Linked DNA regions of Mus musculus: region 1 is linked to region 2. Evidence: chromatin contacts called from public Hi-C data. All regions are on one chromosome and are shown on one strand. The core of a region is the stretch at or near the end of the contact, and the rest is flanking DNA. Distances in the headings are between cores, read along the strand shown. Region 1 has its middle 5.1 kb from the start of Gm31223. Region 2 overlaps Gab1 (growth factor receptor bound protein 2-associated protein 1).

What was found. A called contact is a pair of places that touch in the nucleus more often than the background predicts.
Region 1: a Hi-C map of the HPC-7 cell line shows a contact between it and region 2, with 2.1 times the contacts expected there. The contact joins two enhancer-like sites. A contact is called at or near these places in 3 of 39 promoter capture datasets (the C10 cell line, cranial neural crest and liver), 2 of 484 Hi-C or Micro-C datasets (the HPC-7 cell line and nephron progenitors) and 2 of 115 datasets of contacts at active chromatin or transcription factors (bone marrow-derived macrophages and embryonic stem cells).

What each region holds. Positions count from the first base shown.
Region 1 is chr8:80,941,730-80,945,985 of GRCm38.p6, reverse strand. No RefSeq gene overlaps it. Among named protein-coding and RNA genes, the nearest start is that of Gm31223, 5.1 kb to the left of the region's middle. Within about 2 kb of position 2,030, at least 22 of the 459 cell types and tissues checked have an H3K27ac peak or open chromatin away from gene starts, as enhancers often do. A contact at or near this core is called in the HPC-7 cell line, where this site is marked.
Region 2 is chr8:80,792,072-80,796,610 of GRCm38.p6, reverse strand. The region is part of intron 2 of Gab1 (growth factor receptor bound protein 2-associated protein 1); the gene reads left to right. Among named protein-coding and RNA genes, the nearest start is that of Gm51580, 20 kb to the left of the region's middle. Within about 2 kb of position 2,625, at least 33 of the 459 cell types and tissues checked have an H3K27ac peak or open chromatin away from gene starts, as enhancers often do. A contact at or near this core is called in the HPC-7 cell line, where this site is marked.

The sequences.
Region 1 (4,256 bases), core at 781-3,280, 150 kb before region 2:
ACATTGTCACTAAAATTGGGAACAAAAGAAGGGTGTCTACTCTCATCTCTTTCGTTCAACAAAATGCTTGAAACCTTAGCAAGATCAGTAAGTCCAGAGAAAGAAATAAAACTGATATAAACAGAAATAGATACGCTATTTACACATGATATGCTTCTGTTCATAAGAAACTCCCAGAACCCTACCAGAAACTTTCGGGAAAGTAGAAGGATACAAAGTTAACATTCAAAAACAAACAAACAAAAACAGTGTATGATGAGAAAGAGATCATGGAAACAATCCTATCAACAACTGCCTCAAAACATAAAACAAGAAAATGAAGCACCTTGAAATAAGCTTAACCAAGGAAGCAACAGACCTCCATAATCAAAATGTTAAAACACCAAAGAAGCTGGAAACAGCACTGAATGACAGCAAATGTCCATGCTTGTGGCCTGGAAGAGTCGATACTACAAAAATGTCCATTCTGCCATAGGCGTTGATAGCTCTAACGCCATAGAGACTAAAATGCTAACGGCATTCTTCAAACAAATAGAAAAGAACCTTAAAATTCATAAGGGAACACAAATGGCCATAAATAACCCCACCTGATTTCAGATTATACTATAGATCCTCAGAAACCAGCACAGTATGGTACCAGCTCGGAAACACACCTGCAGATGTATGGGATAGAATAGAGGCCCCACACACAAACCTGTGCAGGCACAGACAGACACATAATTTTTACACAAATTCCAGAAATCGCTGGGCACAGGGGCGTGCATCTTTAATCCTAATACTAGGAAAGGCAGAGGCTGTCAGATCTCTGTGAGTTTGAAGTCAGCCAAGACCCTGTATTGAGAGAGAGAGAGAGAAAGAGAGAGAGAGAGAGAGAGAGAGAGAGAGAGAGAGAGAGAGAGAGAGAGAGAGAGAGACCTGGATGGCTTCATGGAGAAGAGGAAATCTAAGAGCCCCATATCTCACCCTACACAAGAATCAGCACCAAATGATTCAAAGTCACTCACATAAGATCCCAAAGTACTTGTGGGAAAGTAGAAGAAATGCTTCAAGACATAGACCTTTGTCTCTCTACAGGAGTCTGCTGTCTAGGGAGAAAGTCCAGCTGACAAATGGGACCCTGGCAAAGGAGGCACATAGATGAATGAAGGACCAGCCTACAGAACAGCCTTCTACCCGAGTAGACTCAACAGAGGTTAATATCTAGAATATACAAAGAACTTAAAAAACTAAACAAGAAGTTGGGCAGTGGTGGCACATGCCTTTAATCCCAGCTCTGGGGAGGCAGAGGGAGGAAGATTTCTAAGTTCAAGTCCAACCTGGTCTACAGAGTGAGTTCCAGGACAGCCAGGGATACATAGGGAAACCCTGTCTGCGGAGGAGAGGGAAACTAAACAAGAAACAAAATAACCCAATCAATCAATGAACTTTGAAAGTGAGCAAACCACGGACTGTCTGGACCCAGAAGCTTCAAAATGACGCAGAGACTTCTTCTTCTTCTTCTTCTTCTTCTTCTTCTTCTTATTATTATTATTATTATTATTATTATTATTATTATTATTATTATTAAAGATTTATTTATTTTATTTATATGAGTACACTGTAGTTGTCTTCAGACACACCAGAAGAAGGCATCAGATCCCATTACAGATGGTTGTGATTGCTACCATGTGATTGCTGGAAATTGAACTCTGGACCTCTGGAAGAGCAGTCAGTGCTCTTAACCGCTGAGCCATTCTCCAGCCCACTTAGTATTATTATTAAGCTTAGACCTTAGCTAGCTCCTATAACTTAAATAACCCAATTCCTCTATGCCATGTCCTGCCACATAGCCCAGCACCTCTCACACAATCAGTCCCAACATCTGTTGATATTCTGTCTTACTTGACTGAGTCAGAATGGCATTTTTTAAAGAAAAGAAACACCAACAAATGATAGTAAGGATGTGCACAAGAGTGCTCTTACACACTGCTGTGGGGATGTGGGTTAGTCTGGCAAGGATGCAATGCAGGATGGAGGTTCCTCAAAAAAACTAAAAATAGATCTACCATATGTCACAGCTACGTGCCCACTGTGTTCTTGCCCAAATGTCACAGCTATGTGCCCGCTGGGTTCTTATGACATCAGAGTGACGGGGGACAGGGATAATTGTACAATGAAGCTTTTTGCAGCACAGTGGAGAATAGCTAAATTATGGTACCAGCCTGTGTCCCAAGGGAATTGGTAGAGGAAAAAAGTGGGAGATGTACAAAATGAAATCTTCTTCAGCTGTGAAGAGCAAAGTGCTACATCATTTACAGAAAAATAGAGCAACTGGAGACTGTCATAAACGCAGGCCAATTAAACCAGACTCAGAAAGACAAATGTCCATATTGTTTTCTACCTATAGGGTTGCAGACCCCTTTAGCTCCTTGGGTACTGTATCTAGCTCCTCCATTGGGGGCCCTGTGATCCATCCAATAACTGACTGTGAGCATCCACTTCTGTGTTTGCTAGGCCCCAGCATAGCCTCACATGAGACAGCTATATCAGGGTCCTTTCAGCAAAATCTTGCTAGTGTATATAATGGTGTCAGCGTTTGGAGGCTAATTATCGGATGGATCCCCAGGTATGGCAGTCTCTAGATGGTCCATCCTTTCGTCTCTGCATATGTATCAGAAGATGGCCTAGTCAGCCATCAGTGAAAAGAGAGGCCCATTGGTCTTGCAAACTTTATATGCCTCAGTTCAGGGGAACGTCAGGGCCAAAAAGTAGAAGTGGGTGGGTAGGGGATTGGAGGGGGTAGGGTATGGGGGACTTTTGGGATAGCATTGGAAATGTACATGAAGAAAATAACTAATTAAAAAAAAGAAAAAAAAGAAAGACAAATGTCTCGTTCTCTCATTGCTGTTCTGGGTTTTATATAAACACATAAAAGCAGGTATATACACAGAGAAGAGGAGGAGAGGAAGTGAAAAGAGACAAAGAAACTAACAGGAGAGGAGAGGAAGGGGAGAGCTGGGGAGTAAGAAGGTATACTCAACATTTAATAAGAAGTTGTATAAAAATGTTTTTAAGTAACTCGGAGTCATGCACAATAAATATACAATATCAAATAATTTAAAATTCAAACAAGAATTAACAATTAAAATTTCAAACAAGCCAAGTGCCATGGCATACACCTTTAGTCACAGCCCTCTGCAGGCAGAGACAGATAAATACCTGCTAATTTAAGGCAAGCCAGACAGGTAACATAACGAGACTCTGTTTCAAAAGAAGAGAAACAAACAAAAACAAAATCTAATTTTTACTTCTTGACATCTTGTAGAGCAACAGAGACATAATGTATTTAAGTAAATGATGTTTCCAGATCCTAAGTGTCAGTCAATCAAGGCGAATGATTCCCAAGAAGTATAAAGTAGCAGAAGGGCTTGGGATGTTGAGACACTGTTGCTCCAACATGAGCAGGCCTCTGGGTTGGATCCCTAACATTACGTTATCAGAACAAGAAAAAGAAACTAAAATCCAGGTTATCAATGTGACCTCAGGTCGGGGGTGGGGGGGTGGGGGGTGAGAGAAAGAGAGAGAGAGAGAGAGAAAGAGAGAGAGAGAGAAAGAGAGAGAGAACTCCAACACTGCACAGCCCCCCACCCCTAACATCACCAATGTTCTGATGAGCAGATACAAGTGGAAACCAGTCATGTCCTCCGAAGAACCACTGGAGAGATCTTACAGTCCTGAGCCACAGGATGGAACTCACTAAGTGGATCCTACACGCTAGGCAAGTCAGCGCACATGCGGTGTCTCCATAGTTACCTGCCACGCAGATAATACCTTCACCTTTCAGAAAGGAAACTGGGACTCTCAATGGGAAACAGCTTTCCCAGTAAACATCAGTCAGGATTGAAGATTCACTCTCCTGACCCGGAAAATGCATTTCTTTTGCAGATCACTGTCCCGTGTCCTTACAGCAGAGCCTACAATTAGCAAATTAAAGACCAAAAGAAATTAAAAAAAAAAAAAAGCCATGGGCAGGAGTTAGAAGACTTAGTGTGCAGAATATCTATGTTGAGGTTGCTCTGGTCCTGCTATGTAATCAAATGTTAAATTCTGTACCCCAAGATCTGGTTGTCCCAAGATGCGCAAATTCTCGTGTACAGCAGCTTTTGTTGTACAAACCTTGTTCTCCAAGTTAATTGGTCAATAAAAGGCTAAAGCCTGTGATTGGGCAGTAAAGAGAAGAAGGCAGGGCTTCCTGGGAGGGAGAAAGGAACTCTGGG
Region 2 (4,539 bases), core at 1,376-3,875:
GATCCTTTTTTAGTGTGTGTGTGTGTGTGTGTGTGTGTGTGTGTGTGTGTGTATACAAAGGTGCTAGGGAGGCCTTGAATCTAGGATTCCTACTAGGTAGTTGGAAGCTGCCTAGTGTGGATGTCAGGAATTGAACTCAGCTCCTCCCAAGAGCCGTCTCTCTAGTCTGTTTTGTCTTTGGATAGACATTAGCTCTTAGTTCTTTTGGATACATGCCAATGAGTAGAACTGCCACGTCATAGCGTATATGCATTTTAGCATTTGTAAAACATAAATGTCTTCAAAGCCATTGTACCAGCTGCTGTCCTAACAGTGTATGGCAAATAGAGTTAGCCCATATTGTTAGTGACATTTGGCATTAGTCAGTGGTTCATCTTGGCTTTCCCAGTAGCTGTGTACTGGCAAGTTCATGATTTATTTTGTGTGGGTTTTTTTTTTTTTTTTTTTTTTTTTGAAAAGCAGTTCAACTAGAAAGATTATCTCTTCTGTTTGGCTTTCTTGCAAAGTTTTAGTTGCGATTCAGTGGGACCCCTGTGGTGGGGTCCAAGCTCATAGAACCCCAGGATTTCCATGCCATAGAGCTCTGGATAAAAACAGTGCTGTTTGTCAGCATCCCCGAAGGATTAGAAAGGTATTTGAAATGTGTGAGGGACAAGAAGCTTGGAAAATTGAGACGTTTGTACTTGAAACCCAGTAAACAAGTTGGGAAGTGCAGGCATTCAGGGTCTTGCCTGGCTGATTAACAGTGGAGGCGGCGGCAGGGTGCCTCACTGACAGCAGCTACTACTGCAGTGTCTATTTATTATCCATTCATTAGACTGATTGACCTTTTAAATTTCATATATGTATGGAGAGAGACAGACAGAGACAGAGAGACAGAGAGAGAGAGAGGGAGAAAGGGAGAGAGAGACAGAGAATGCGCGCGCAAGAGAGTGCCCACTTGTGTGGGGGTCCCAGGATACCCTGCAGAAGTTATTTCTCTCCTTCCACCAGGTAGCTCCTGGGGACTGATCTAAGATAGCCAAGCTGGCAACAAATATCTTTACCCGCTGAGCCATCTCACTGGCTCATTAAAGGTTTCTTATCATAAGTTATAGGTTTGACATGACGTTTCCATTCACGTACGTAATGTATTTTGAACGTGTTCACCACCACACAAGACACCTCTCTTCTCTTGCCCCCTATTCTTGTGGAGCCCTTATACATACCTTTGTATATCACACGAAGCGTGACATACCTAAGTAGGAGAAGCCAATAGTAGGGCGAGGGCTCCTGTGAGCCAGTTCACTTGTGGATGTGCTCATCACCTCCCCCTGCACTGAAGGCTTGCCTGCTGGAAGGCCTCGCATTAGCTTATTAGCTTTCTAAGTAAGTTTCAATTAGGAGTTTGCTCCAGTGGCTTATTAGGCCTTTAATGGATGCTAATTATACTCTCGGTGCATTCTGAGTTAAGAATTGGGAAATGATTTTACATGTGTAAGCAAACCTTGAGCCAGTGTTTGTTTCTTAGAAGAAACTTAGAGAGAGCAGTAAGTCAGAAATCAAAACAGGACTGAGACCAGAATGATCTATACCACTGGGCTTGTCGCCCAGAATTGGCTGAAGTCCCATGCCTGTAAGGCCAAGCAGGAGTCTACTTTGGGCCAGTATTGACTCTCGCAGGAATCTTAAATTTGAGATTATTTAGACACAATTCAACAAATTTTTAAATTTACATTATCCACGTGTGTGAGCGTCCGTGCTTGTGTTCATGTGTGCCACGGGGCATGTCAGAACGATATATACTTCTCTCCACCCTGTGGTTCCAGGGAATGAACTCAGGTCACTGGGGCTGTGGCATGTACCCTTACCTGCGGAGCCATCTCACTAGCTCTGCACCATCCAATTTTTATATCCACATACTCAGTACCAGGTAGATGGTCGGCTCAAGACAGAATGCTGAAGATGGTGCATTTTCCAGGTTAACACGCTAGCATGATCTCTGTACTCTTAAAGCTACTGCCTGCCACTGTCACTTGGGTGTTTGGGGGTACCTACCGCTTATGTCTCCACCTTTATGAACTTGCTTGGGGTTGTGGTGGAATTTTAATTTCAGCTCTTGCCTCTTGAAGACATAGGTGAGTCCTGACATGCTGTTAAGCACAGCATTTTTTTTTTTTTTTTGAAACAGGCCCTTCTGAGTCCCAGGCCTGTTTTCAGGAGATTCCACTGTCTTTCTCACTCCTGGGTAGGAAATCTGAAAGGTCAGAGGTGAAGCTGCTCTATCTGTGACAGTAGAACAAGACCGGGGAGTGCGAGTCTCTGCCAGGACAATTTTCTTTTTCCCACGAGAGTTCCTCAATTTATTATTTTATGGCTGTCAGATGTAACAAAAGAAACAAATTAAAAAAAAAAAAAAAAACAAACCCTACAAAACAAAACCCGCCACTGAAGGAAAGTGTATCTGTGCAAACCGTCATCACTAGGCGAGTCAGAAGGAGGTCCTGGGTGGGCTGCAGTTCACGGACCTTCACTGAGGGAACTGTGCGTCTGCAGCGTTTGGTTTTCTTTCCAACTGAGCGCTGAGCTTGGTTGGTGGTACCATGCATGTAGCTGAAGAGCTAACAGAAAGCAGGGGCCACGCACTGGGGAGAGAGCTTGGAGATGTGGTAGCTGCTTCCCCATTTCCCTGCTAGTGCTGGCTGGGGCTCTTGAGCTCATCTTTGAATAGTAAATATTTTTTCATGGTTCTCTTAAGGCCAGAAGGATATAGTCTGAATCATTATTTAATCTGCAGCATTTGAAATCCTCTGATGCTAAATCCCTGTATTAGCAACTGGATCTCGAGTTGAACGCGTTGTGGGGGCAGCTTACCTCACTTTATAATCAACCTCTCCTAGACACAGCAACAGGAACTTAAGAGGACCCACTGAAATTCGGACAGGATGTAGTAGGAGTGGTCCCAACTGTATTTTCTGCTTCTGTCTTCCTCCTGGCAAAGGGTGTTAAATCATATTAGAGAAATCGATTTTTTAATAGCCATTTCATGAAAATTCATAAATTAAAAGTTAGAACTCCTCTTGGTCTAAACCAAGGAGATTCACAGACCTCATTAGCATAGAGCAGGACTCCAAGAGATCTCAAGCAACCAGTCCAAGGCTACACATGTAGGCAAATGGGCGTCGAGGATTTTCAGGTGCCTCCTGCTCTTTAAAACCCTCTTCCAGTCTGACAAAGTGAGCCTGGATGTGCTGCCCAGTAGTTGAAATGTCTCCCTGCCCGTCCCCCAACCTCAGCTACACGTAAGAGAGACAGTTATGAACACAGCTTCCTGATCATCCCTGAGGCCTGTGGGCAGCACGATACTGTTCTCCTCAGACATCACAATTAAGATGTGCCCTGGATACTCCTATCTGAGGGGAAGCATTGTAAAGTTGGCCGTTGTGAACATATGAATGAGGTAAACACACAAAACCATCAAAAGTGTGCAGATTGCTCTAGGAATCCAGAGGAGGGTCAGTTAGAAGGCCAAATGGCTGGTGTTCAGTCAGAGTTGATGGACCATCCACCCCATCATACCTTTTAGCATGTTTTACGTATTTTATTGTTTAAAATCTGCTGTTCACCAGCCTTCTCTGTTCACTCTTATGACCTTATATTTCTAACCAGAATAACAGATCATAGTCTATCAGGGCCGTTAAAATTATTCTTTGTCATGTCAGAAACTACAGAGGGACTTTATTTCTAGCTGTACAACTTATTTTCTAGCTGTAAGCTGCACAGTTTATTTGTTTTCCTTCATCTTTGGAACATGCTCAAGGGATTTGTGGGATTTTTGGACAGGTGTAGTTACAAGCTCGGGGAAGGGTCTGACGCTACAGATGAGCACCGGATTCCCCTTGGCTCAGAGTTAGAGAGGTTTTCCCAATAACCCGGTAGGCAAACCTGAAGAGCAGATCCAGGCACTCTTAGCAGCATTGTGGCCATCAAGTCTGTCGGTGTAAGTGTGTCTCCTTGCTAGGTTGGCGTAACCTAGGGAAATGGGGGAGGGGGGAATCCAAAACAACAAAACAACTGTCTCTTAGGACTGGAGAGATGGCATAGTGGTTCAGAGTACTAGCTGTTCTTGCAGAAGACCCAGGCTCCACTCCCAGCCCCTACATAATAACGCATGACCATAGTAACTCCAATTCCAGGGGACTCTAATGCCCCCTTCTGGCCTCCAAGAGCACCAAGTACACATATAGTGAGCAGACTTATGTGCAGGCGAAGTACCTATGCACATTAAATTACGTTAACATTAAAAATGGTGCCTACTAAGATCGTAGGACAGTCTTATTTTAATTTAAGTAGTTTCAAAACTCAGTATTTTTCAGGGTTGCATTAGTGTGGCCTCACTGGGTGTAGATCTGGGTCTGGGTGTTTGCACATGAGTGTGTATGCTTGTGGAGGCTGGAGGTTGGGGTCAGGTGTGATTCTCTATCTCTGTCCATGTGAGTCAAAGTCATTGTATTTGGAGCTTGTTAAGAGGGTTAGAGTAGGTGGCCAGTGAGCTTTCGG